Linked DNA regions of Gossypium arboreum: region 2 is linked to region 1. Evidence: chromatin contacts called from public Hi-C data. All regions are on one chromosome and are shown on one strand. Each heading gives the region's core, a stretch centred on a gene start, on an enhancer-like site or on the middle of the called end of the contact. The rest is flanking DNA. Distances are from core to core; before and after follow the strand shown.

Region 1 (6,239 bases), core at 868-3,367:
GATATTGAACATGACTAAGCATGCTATTTATTTTGATAATTAACCAACAGAACCAAAGTAATTAAGCTGACAACAGAAAATGTATTTCAAAATTGAACACCAACACATTAGTGTACCTCAAAACAATCCCCACATATGAGACGGACAGGAAACGTGAACTTTTTGCGACGTTGATGATGGTCTGCATCACCATTATATCGCGTACGGCAATCTTCTATCTGTGCATAAGTGGAGGAAGCAAAGTGAAAATGGCAGCTGGTACATAAATAGCTGTCGAAAGAAGATTTTCTTTCCATCTCTCTTTTCTTCTTTCAGTTGTAGAATAGGGTGCAGATCAAAAGCATATAGCAAGACAAAAAAACTGCAAGCTGTTAATGGATTTTTGGAGCACACAATTTATTTTTTATTTTAAGCTATAAACTATGTAAACTGCCAAGTTGTGCCAACCACTATCGCTTACGATTCATGTTTCAGAAAGCTGCAATTTGAGATCATAAGTAGAAGACACTGTGTAACAAATCTAAGGATTAATTCAAGTGTGCCAATTAAATCATGGCATCAGCTTTACCAATGGCACTGCTTAAAGAAATTAAAGCTCAGAATAATTATGATATGAGAATTGAAAGAGGTCCCCTAGATATTAGAGGTTGACCACAACTAAACTAGGCTACTAAATCAGATGCACAAAAAAGTGGGGGAAAAAAGGAAACTGAGTGTTTAGCACTTTACCGAGCCTTCTGCTATGTCAATGCCAACATAATATCCAACTTTTGCTTTATCCCATTTGATGAGATCACCACCCTAAACGGCATAAAGAACAATAACAGAAGGTACAATACATTGAATTTGAAGAATAAAAGGAAAGTTGAAAACAAATAAACTTTGGTCCTACAATACCTTGCCACAAGCAAGATCAAGAACAGCATCACCCCGACGAGCATAAAGCTGAATCAAGACACTTTTTATCTGTCCATTGAAAGAACATGAATGACAAAAAAAAAAAAAAAAGGGAAAATCATTAGTTCACAATGCAGCTAGTAAGATTCAACAACATACCCAGTTATTTAACTTCTTTAAGTGAATGATCGGACTTGCTTCTCGTTCTTCCAAAGTTTGATTTGTTCTTGCACTATAATGATCGGCTACTTTCCGAGCGAATATCTTGGTGCTCTCATCCTCTAAAAATTGTGAATCACCTAATATCACAACACACAATTTCAGCTTCTTCAACAGAATTTTATAGCAATCAGAATTTGGATTCTTTTCCTAAACTCTCAAATTAAAACTTAGGAACTTCAAAACCCAAGTTCAAAAATCAACTCATTAACCAAAAAAAGTAGGAGAAAATATTAATACACAACTGAATTGCATCTAAAAATTAGCCTAATACTGGAAAGATTGAAATTTTTTATTTCCTTCATTTAGTTAGAAAAACAAATATGGCAGCTTCACTGCATATCATTTTAATACTATATTCTTAACTACTCAGTGTTTCACTTAACTATCAAATTAGGATTTTTCTTTTTTTAATGCAAAACTCATTACCAAGAATGAACATTGAAAACCAAGTAACCATAAACTAAACTAAACTAAACCAAACAACTATTTTATTACTTTCTTTTAACAAAACAAAATTATAATTCAATTAAGATAAAGACCAGGTCTTGGTGCTCATAACTATATTGAGTGATTGGATAAGAAAACCAATCAAAAACCCTGAAAATAAACAAATCCCAACAAGAATTTTACCTTCAGGGTTATGTTTGGACCTGGATTGAGGTGGACCAAAAGAGGAAGATGGAGAACCTGGGTATCCACGTTTCATGGCCAAAATTATTTAAAAAAAAACAAAAAATAACTTGTATTATTCTGAGGTCTCTGCAAGAAAAGGATCAAATGTGCGATTTGGAAAGACAGGTTCTATTTTGTGTTTGTTTGGGTGTGATTTGATTAGAAAAAGTAGAAAAACCAGGGCTAAACTAAAGTGGGGTGCTTCTTTTTGGAGGGTTTGATTTTCGCTATGGGCTTGGCATTGGATTAAATAAGTGAGAGATAGATAGGTAGAAAAAAAAAAGGGGAGTAGAAAAAGAGAGAGTTTTGGGTTTTAACTTTAATTAATAAGAGAGAAGGCTTTGTTTTGAAATTTATTAGGATTCATTTAAGGTGGCTCTTAATTGACCAGCCTTTTTTCTTTCTTTGTCCAAAAAAAATTATACACCTTTCAATTTTCCTCTTAATTAATCTTTTCTCTGATTTTAGTATTTAAATTATAAATTTTAATTTAATAGTTATACTTAAATTATATTTTTTTCTCAAAAACAATAAAATTAATCAACAAGTGGTTGGGTGCAATGATAAGACATATTACACTTTCAATAGTAAGATAAATTTAAACATTAGAAACGATATTGTTAAAATGAATAACCTTGAACATTAACCATAAAACAAACATAAAAATATATAATAAAAAAAACTTAACCCATAAATTGATATCTAGACTATGTTTTTTTTCTTTATTTTGATACTTAAAACATTTTTTTATAACAAATGATATCTAAACTATTTTTTCTTCCCTAGTTGCTACCTTTGATCATCCAATTGTTACTTAAACCTTAACACTATGTTTGGTTCAATGGAATGGCTATTCCAAATGACACGGTTCAAAACTCCACGATAAAACAGTCGTTTGGTTTGTTGAATGCTCAAAACATCGAATGGGGATTTCAGGTGGGAGGAGGTGTAGAATGGCTATTCCAACCTCTCCATCGAATGACCCTTCTTTTCCCCTCCGAAAATACCCTTTCTTAGACTGAAATTTCTCAACAGTTTCAACTTTTTTTTTCTTTTGGTCATTCGACAATCTCAAGCTCAAATCAATCTAAAAGGAAGCAAATCAACTTGAATGCCAAATCAACTAGATTTTATTGTAAGTTCAATTCAACTAGGGTTTGTTTTGCATTTTGATTGATTTTTTTTTTGTTTCTGATGATTTGCCCAATGGGAATTGAAATGGATTCTGCAACTGTTCACGAGGAGATCGATTCATTCTTCGAGTCAAGTTCTCCTCTCAAAGATTCCGCTAAAATCATAGACAAATTGAATCAATTCATCTAATTTTATTTTCCTTCAAGTACAGTACCTGAAGCTAATCGATTATGCATATGTTCATACGTTTTCCCCTACCGAATATTTGTTTGTATATGTAAATCGTTTCGTATTTTTCAGGAGAAGGAAAAGGGAGGAGGGTTAAGGAGCTGCTAAAACGATGCCCAAATCTTAAGAAAATTATTATTTTTAAGGTTATTTCAAAAGCCAACCTACACAAGGAATGCCAGGTATTGGCCAAATTCACCTCATCTATTATTCGACTCATGAGGAAATGCATGCATGTAGAGATGCAATTTGAATGAGTAAAGTTCTCTCAATTGAATTTCTAAACTCAAGTCTTGTATCAATTGTGAACTATATGAGCAGATATGCAGGTAGATATTACATAATGTAAATTCCAAACATGTTCCCTTTTTATATCTTACTATTCATTGATGTTATTTTTAAAATTTGATAGGAAAATATATGCAATCAAAAGATAGGTTGTTCTTTTTTTTACTCAATTGTTATTTGGTCCTTTTGCTATTATTAACCATGTTGTTCTCTTCCAAAGTTGAAGATCTCTCTCATTTTTTTACCTGCATTCATATGGAATGTCCTTTATGTATTAACAGATGAAACTAAAGCTTCTTTTCTCACCAAAAAAAAAAGTTTTAAAGAGCTTTATCCAAAATTAATATTTGGTTTTATGTGTATACACATTATTCCCATAGTATGTTATTCCTATAAAATGAAATCAGATGAGAATCATTGATAAAATAGCAGTCCATGATTAGAACATTTCAAGACAAAATGGTAAGTGCTTCTCTTTTGCAGATCATAATAAAACTATCCCATCAAAGCATTTCTACAGTTTTGGAACTTGTACAATTTGCACATTTACTTCGTTGTCATTTTATGACTTAGCTTCTGGTTGAACGAATTACCAGTAGTGTTTGTATTTTTGGTTCTTTAACTGAGATTAATTCTTGTGCTCTGCTTTTGTGCTCTGCTTGGTTCTTCACTTGTGTTTTCATCTTTTTTAGCCTACTTTTAACAAACTACTCATTTAGCTTGAATTCTTGTGGAGCAGCTTAAATTGATCAATTAGAAATTTAAAATTGGTTTTTGGAGATATGTGATGTTTGTTGTTACTGCAGATTTTGTGAGAATTGAAGCTATCATCATTAAGAAAATTAAAATAGAGCATAAATATGTTTTGATGCAATGGGTTGATATTTGGTTAGTTTTATTGCAGTAAAAACCTTAAATGAGATAAAAACGTCACTTGCATAGAGAGTTGTATATGCATGGATTGGGAACGATCCTTGTAGTGATGGTAATTTACCGCCTTGGTTTGGTGTAACATGTTCGACTCAAGGAGACTATAGAGTTGTTTCTAAACTGTATGTATCAGATCTGCTATGCATTCTGTTTCTGCTTAATATGCTTATTAGTGAAAGAGGGATGTGTCTTTACTTCACAAACGCCATCTAATGAACAATGCAAATGCCTTTTGCTATTGATTCTTGTTCTATATTTCATTCCAACTTGTATCTATATCTTATGTTACGGTTTGGGCGGAAGATGCCGAAATGAATACCGCTTTGCCATGATTGAATTTTAATGCCTTTGTTTATCTAATGAACAATGCAAATGCATTTCTCCATTGATTCAACATTCTATGTTTCATTCACATTTATGTTATATCTTACATTACGAATTGGGGGAAAGATGCCAAGGTGAATATTGTTTTGCCATGATTGAATTCAAACACTTTTTGGTTTCTCACTCTATGTGTTTTTTTTTTCGATTTGTATCTTATCTCATTTTAGAGGCTATTTGAAAGATATTAAAGAGACTAATTTTCTGCCTTGATTCACTATTGTATGTTATTCTGTTGGCTTGTATTGACCTTGACCTTGAATTTTTATTATTACTATTTTCTTTTACAGGGAAGTGTATGCAGTATCCATCGTTGGTCCTTTTCCTATTGTTGTAACTAATTTATTGGATTTAACAAATGGGTAGCTTGGGAGTTTCCATTGATTGCAACTGCAAAAAGAGGAGCCAATGGTTGCATGTTATTCAAGTATATTCAATCTATTGGTATTCTTGCTTTGTATTTTCCAGCTTCTAAAATACATTCAGTCATTGATGCAGGGAAGCTTTATATGTTCAATAATTTTCCATTAATATATATTATATTAAAATAGCCTTGTATTATCATATTTGATTTTATAGAATACTCTCGGTCAGTATTTTAAAGGAACCTTAATGCTATTCTTTGTGAATAGATACTTTCAATCAATGTTCTTTGTAAAGTTTGGCACATGTAAAAATGAAGTTGCATGAGATTTTGTGATTACAAATATTAAATCTATATTATACACGTTTAGCAGCAAAAATAAATTAATAAAAACATGTTAAAATATATATATATGTACAACATAACAATTTCATTAATTCTTTTGCTGTATTTCAACATCTGTCTATGAGTAAAAATATTTGAGACAAGCTATTTTTAAATTACTCTTTTAAATTATTCTTTAAGTAACATAGAGATTATGATATATATGCTAAATTATTTGTTTTACTAATAATATTCTAACACATTAAATATGCATTATATTTTAAAAATAATAAAGTAGGTTGTATATTATTTTTGTAATATTATATATTATTTTTATTAATTCATATTTTAATAATTGTTATATTAAGAATATTATTAAATTATATATTATTATTGTTAAATTATATTTACTAATAAATTTATTAAAATAGAATTAAATTATGTATTATTGTTTTTATTAAATTATATTTAATAATGATCCTATTAAAATTTAATAACAATAATCATTCTTTTAACAAAATTTTTACTAAGGGTACTCTAGTCATTTCAGTTTTTCTTATGCTATTACAACTCTATTCCATTCAACCAAACACAAAATACTATTACAGTTCTATTCTATTCTATTCAACCAAACAATTGACTTGCTATTACAGTTCTATTCTATTACAACTCTATTCTATTACAGTTCTATTGTATTACAACTCTATTTCATTACACTAAATCAAACATGGCCTAAAATTTATTTAAAATGTGATCAAATAAAATTGACATGTAGTAAAAAAGACAAAATGTATTATTT
Region 2 (6,362 bases), core at 621-3,120, 140 kb before region 1:
TCCTCATTTGTTTCTCTTAAAAATAGACTCATTCAAGATTCTAAACATATAAATTTAATCCCCTAATTATTTTCATCTAATTTTTATGATTTTACAAAATCAGAACAGGGGAACCTGAAATCATTCTGACCTTATCTCACAAAATTTATTTTATCTCATGATTTACAATTCCATTGCTTACATAATTTCTTTTATAAGAAACTAGACTCAATAAGCTTTAATTTCATATTTTATTCATCCTATAATTCAATTTATACAATTTTTGGTGATTTTTCAAAGTTAAACTACTGCTGCTGCCCAAAACAGTTTTAGTGCAAAATGTTGATTTCCATTTTACCCCAAATTTCTCAATTCATACAATTCAGTCCTTACTCAATTAACCACTCAATTAAGATAATTTTCTCAATTAATACTGTTTCTAGACATTATAATTTATTTCATAACTATTGAAATTCATAATTTTGACATAAAACTTTAACTTCAAACTATTTTACAATTAGGTCCCAAACATTCACTTTCTATTCAATTCTTTCAATAAAATCAGCATATAAATAATTTAAAGCTCTAATTCCATGCCAAATCATCATATAATTCCAGCACATATTCATAGAAACTTTCAATTTCTTTCATAGAATCAAAAACTAATGAATTCAACAAGTGGACCTAGTTGTAAAGTCACAAAAACACAAAAATTTCAAGGAGAAAGCAAGAATTAAACTTACATGAAGCTAAAGTATGAAAACCATCTTGAACCCTTCTCCATGGTTGTTTTTCATCTGATGAATATGAAGAGAAATGAAGAGAATTCTAGATATTCCAATTTAGTCCCATTTTTATTTAGCTAATTTTGATAATTTTCCAATTTTGCCCTTATTTCACCGTTTTCCTGATTTTTCTCAGCTATTGCCGCCCAAAATATCTCCTTTGGGCTTATTTTCACTTTAGGTCCTTCCTCATTTGACAATTGAGCTATTTAATCCTTTTAGCAATTTTTACACCCTTTTCAATTTAGTCCTTTTTATTTAATTAACCACCCAAACGTCAAAATTTTCTGACTAAATTTTATTACTACCTCACCAACACTCCATAAATATTTCTAAAAATATTTATGGCTCGATTTATGAAGTCGAGGTCTCGATATCTCATTCTCGACCCAATTTACCTATTTAATTCTTTTAAATCACCAAATTCACTAATTCAAAAATACTTTTATATTCACATTTGACTCATAGGTATTAATTTATTAAATTTTCAACTCACCTGTCAGATTTAGTGATCTCAAATCTCTATTCCCGATACCACTGAAAATTAGACTGTTACAAAATATAATTTTATCATTTTAATAGTTTATATCTTAATACTTTTTAAAGGGTTAAATCAAATTTTTAGTATTTTTAAAGGGGTCAAAGTGTAATTTTATTATTATTAATTTAAAATTTTATAAATTATAAATAATCTAAATTAAAATTTACAATTTTAAGGGAAGATGGCTCTGTGCCTCTACTTGAGTAGTAGGCATGTTTGACACGAATATGTTCTAAGATTTTCAAATTTCTTTACATTTAAAAATTTTTCAAAAGAAAAAGAAAATCAAAGAGCCCAGTAATTCATAAACCCTGTAGTAAACTCAAACCACGAATAACATTTTAATCACAGGGATCCGACTTAAAGAGAGGTTTAAATAGTCAAAGTTTTGTCATTCATGTGAAGAAAGGTGACCATCAGGTAATGGTAGCGAACTTCTCTCAAACATTTTTAAAATCTCTCAACGGTCGAATCATTAGAAATGGCTAACGCGCTGTCCCATAACCAAAACAACATCATTAAATTATAAAACCTTAATGTCTCAAAATCAAATCCTCACCCTCCAATCTTTTCAAACCTCAATCCAACGGCCATAAATCAACCATAAATAAATTTCTTAAAATTCTCACATGGTGATTCGAGAAACGGCAGCGTTTCTGCACTCTCTGTCTCTCTCTCTTTGCATTCTTTTGCTATAACAGAGAAGAACCCAAAGAGCCAAATCCCCCAAAGAGAAATGGAAAATTTAGAGCCTTTAAATCACCTTTGTTTCATAACTATTTGATTCCAAATAAAAAACCCAGTTTTTTAAACGAAGGATTTTCGCCATTAAAAGGAGATTCAAGAACAGAGGAAAAAAGAAAAAAGAAAATGGCTTTGAAGAATCAGAAAGATCACTGGGCATTTCTGGTAATACGTTAAAACCCTTCATTTTGATTCTTTTTGGGTTTTATTGGATTTAATTAAAGCATTTGTTTTCTTTGTGATTGGAAACATTTTACATGTTGTTTTCTTGTTGCTATTTTACATTTACATTTTGTTTATTTAATTTGTTTATGAATATTATATTTATTTTAATTTCTAGGTTTTGTTTTTCTTGTGGTTTTAAGCTAGTTATAGTCTTGGTTCATAATGGTTTTTTAGGTTTATTTGGATTGGTGAAATGAGATACCTTGATTAACGGGAAAGGGTTTGTTTGTTTGCTAGGAAAATGTAGGAAACAAGAAAAGAACAGAAAATATCTTAAACAATGTTAGATTTTAATAAATTTTCCATATCAGAATATGCAAATGAAATTATAAGTTTCCATGGACTGAATGATATCCGGTTTTATGAATTATCGTCATGTTTTTCTCGGTAATGAATCTGTTTCTGATTCTCAACCACATTTCCTTGATTAACGGGAAAGGGTTTGTTTGTTTGCTAGGAAAATGTAGGAAACAAGAAAAGAACAGAAAATATCATAAACAATGTTAGATTTTAATAAATTTTCCATATCAGAATATGCAAATGAAATTATAAGTTTCCATGGACTGAAATGATATCCGGTTTTATGAATTATCGTCATGTTTTTCTCGGTAATGAATCTGTTTCTGATTCTCAACCACATTTCCTTTTGTCCACTCACTGGAATAATAATTTTTATTATTTTTTGATTGAAATATGTAGGAAGAAATTGAAGCACCAATGTGGGTGGATCTTATTTCAGAAACAAACTTCAGTAGCCAAGACATGTCCGTTTCACTCCAATTTATTATGACTTCTCTAAGTAATTTATTTGATAAATATACATGTTAATAACTTCATTAAAATTCTATTTATATAGTTTTTTTTTTTGCAGTGATGACAAATGGTTTCAAACAAGTCATTTGTAAGCATCTTTCTATTACTCAATTACTGTTTTGTAGCTGAGGTATTAGAGTCAATGACATAAGGTTAGATTAAATTAAGTTAATATGAGTTTTCAGGTTCCACCAATGCTCTTCTAGCCAGTTAAAATCTGCATTTTCGTGTTCCGGTGAGGAAGGGGTAACCTTAGAGTTGGACTTGGTAGGAGCATATTCACCAACACTTCCACAGTCAGTTTCGAGATCAAGAGGAAAGGACTTCAGGAGCAAGAAATGGAAGGGGAACTGTTGTGATATCTCATGGAATAAGATAGAGTCAATGAAGGTTTTGAAGGGGAAGTCTTTAGTGTATGGTGAGGGCATTAAACCTAAACTTAACTTTATAAACTCGAAAGGGACATCTAGATCTAAAACAAATTTGGTTTCTGAAATAACTGAGAATGCCAAAGGAAAAAATGTCAAACCTGTGTCTAATCGAGGGGGTCCAGAAAGGAGTTTGAGTCCCGTGGTAGATAAGTCGGGTCAAACGAATGGTAGAAGCACAGTTACCTCTGAGAGCATTCAACAGCAGCAGCAGCAGCAGCAGCAGAAGTTCTTTGAGGTATCAAGTCGAGGTTTCGGTCAAACAAGTGAGCTTTTAACATCAGTGAGGAGTAGTCTCAGGAAAAGTTGTATTACAAGGCCAGCATCAAGGGTGGAGATTAATGCTGATAGGAGTCATAGGATGGAATCAAGAGACAGTAGATCTTCCTCTGGCAAGTCTAGTGTGGGATCATCTTCATATTCTGGCTATGAAGCTAAGAGGTCAACTGTTTCTTGGATAAAGAGGAAAGAAAAAACCCCAGATAGCAGAAATGTGGCACGACCGACTGAAGCTGCCAAGACCAAAGTGAAACCTTCCAACATGTGCAAGAAATCAAATGTTAGAGGTAAGGAAGGGGAACGTAATTCTAGGACAGGTGGATTAGTAACTGTTACAAAGATAACTTGGGAGGAAGCCGTAAAATCAAAGGTATGCATCACTGGGTACATGTTTCTGTATTTGAGCTTTCAGTTCACAACAATCCAAGTTTTGAGCATAGACTTAATATGGGAAGAAAACATAGAATTTGCATATCTGAGCTTTATTTGGATTGGTTTTCTGTATCTGATGGAGAATCCTTCTCAACTGGTTTATAGGTGTGAAGTTACTTTAAGATGAAAACTAAACCATTATCGAACATCATATCATGTTGAAGAACCCAAGATTGGTGTAACTTTTTGCAGGCTAATTCTCAGACTCATCGTTCCAAACTTTCACTGCTACACAAAGTCAACGAACAGAAGCCACTTGCTGATGCTAGAAAAGCTAGTGAGAAGGTGGGAGTTGGCAACAAAGTGAGAGACACGGGGAAAGAAAATAATGCAGGGGAAATTCCTCTGAGCCAGAAATGCAACGGAAAAGGCAAGGCTGCTGAAGGCATCGTTGCACGTAAAAAAGGGGCAACTCAGAGTACATCTGCAATGGGTGGCAAAACGGGTATGGTTGTTCCTAAGGTACTTTCTTGGTTGCCAATGATATGGTTACATGTTATGATTTTCATCAGTTCTTCTATATTAGCCCATCTATACTCATCAATGGTATATTATTTTAGCCTTTGTAGCCTAATTAAACAAATGTTTTGGCATAAAAGAGGACTGAAATGCCTCCAAGACATCTGATCATTCACACTTGTTGAGACTTCCACTCATAAGTATTGGATTATAATTTGACAATTTTAACTATCCTATAGGTTTTATGTAATAATTGCAAAGTAAACACTAACAGAATTTATAAGAAACCCCGTGCCACTAACTTAAAATTTAAAGTAGAATTGACTGTAATTTCCTTAGCAGTTGGCTCATGACTGGCTTTTGTGCCATTGTTATCTTATCAAGTATCTGATTTTATGTATATGATCTTTTTTTCCGACAGGGAAGAGTTGTTAATCAAAGGGAAGGGAAGAATCCCACTAATTCGATTCCAAAGGTCCATTTTCGATGAGGGAAGAGGTCTGTATATAGTGTAATTTGTTACCTCTTGAAATCATGGGAGCATGGATACCCCTTTGTGCCACACTTTTTGGTGGTAAATTTTGATTCTCATGGCTTATGTGATTATACATTTTCAAAGGCCATAATTTTGTATGCAGCTCCTAGCAATTCAAGAACCCTCTCCAAATCTCTCTTTCACTCTCTTGGTTTTTTATACAAGCTTTGAGCTACATTTCTGGAATCCCAGTGGAACTTGAATGAATCTGAATATATATAATGATGAATCTCAAGTAATAAGATTTGTTCACTATAAGAAGAAGAAAATAAGCATTCTGCCTGCTTGTTTAATGTGTCAGGCTTAAGTATGTTCAATTTTGCCCGAGTATGTTCAATTTTCTTTTCAATATTTTCATGTATTTAGAGAATTATTGAACGTATTTTCATATTCATATTTGAATAAACATTGAATGCGAGTGTTAGATAGGAGTACTTTGAGAAAATTAGAGAGGTGGAGCAACATAGGGTTGGGTACCACACAAAAAGGGTTAGCACAATGTAGGCAATACATTTCTCTGTTCATGAAATCCCAAGAAATAGTCAAGGGCAAGCTTTCTGTTACCCCGAACTAGGTGAGTTTATATGACCGGAACATTATATTTCATACTTGAAGTTTGATCCTAATCCACCTGTAATTCATTGGCTTTGAACTGAAAACAAAGTAGAAAGAAAGTTGGAAATGAAGAAAAAAAAACACCTGGAGAGAAAAATAGAAATATAATATATATATCCTGTAAGCCCATCAGTCCACACGGTTTTCCATGTACCAGTAGAAGATTCAGCAAGATTTAGCACCTACCGAGGCCCCTGCTTCCTCAGGCGGAACTCCGGGTTGAGGAGTTACTCGGAAGGCTGCCAAGATATCAGTATCTTTGACTTCATATTCAGGAGTATAATAAATCAATTTATACTCTTTTAACACCAGCTTTGAATCCAACACTTGCTTTAGTCTCTGTTTGTGGTGATATAAGTCTCTCCCTATAACTCATGAATTAAGAATTCTCGTAATAACAAGGTTTACTCTATATAAATGAGGAGTTAATGAAACCTTTTCAAAGAAATCTTTCAAAAAATTATCGACGAATCCGAAAGGTTCCTTATTAGACCATGGTATGTGGTTCGCCATATACATCATTATTC

Evidence for each region. A called contact is a pair of places that touch in the nucleus more often than the background predicts.
Region 2: a contact with region 1 is called in a Hi-C map of leaf, with 3 times the contacts expected there. The contact joins the promoter of LOC108463083 here to the promoter of LOC108464301 in region 1.

Annotation. Positions count from the first base shown.
Region 1 is chr13:112,360,051-112,366,289 of ASM2569848v2, reverse strand. It overlaps LOC108464301 (mRNA cap guanine-N7 methyltransferase 1), which reads right to left and starts at 2,117. Exons shown (of 13, transcript XM_017764526.2): 1 at 1,750-2,117; 2 at 1,057-1,196; 3 at 898-966; 4 at 730-801; 5 at 117-218. The coding sequence starts at 1,825. It overlaps LOC108461974 (a long non-coding RNA gene), which reads left to right and starts at 2,562. Exons shown (of 3, transcript XR_001867901.2): 1 at 2,562-2,926; 2 at 3,226-3,335; 3 at 5,043-5,466.
Region 2 is chr13:112,497,067-112,503,428 of ASM2569848v2, reverse strand. LOC108463083 reads left to right here and starts at 1,870. Exons shown (of 6, transcript XM_053023980.1): 1 at 1,870-2,214; 2 at 2,974-3,038; 3 at 3,146-3,175; 4 at 3,273-4,164; 5 at 4,419-4,671; 6 at 5,107-5,644. The coding sequence starts at 2,176. The coding sequence ends at 5,120.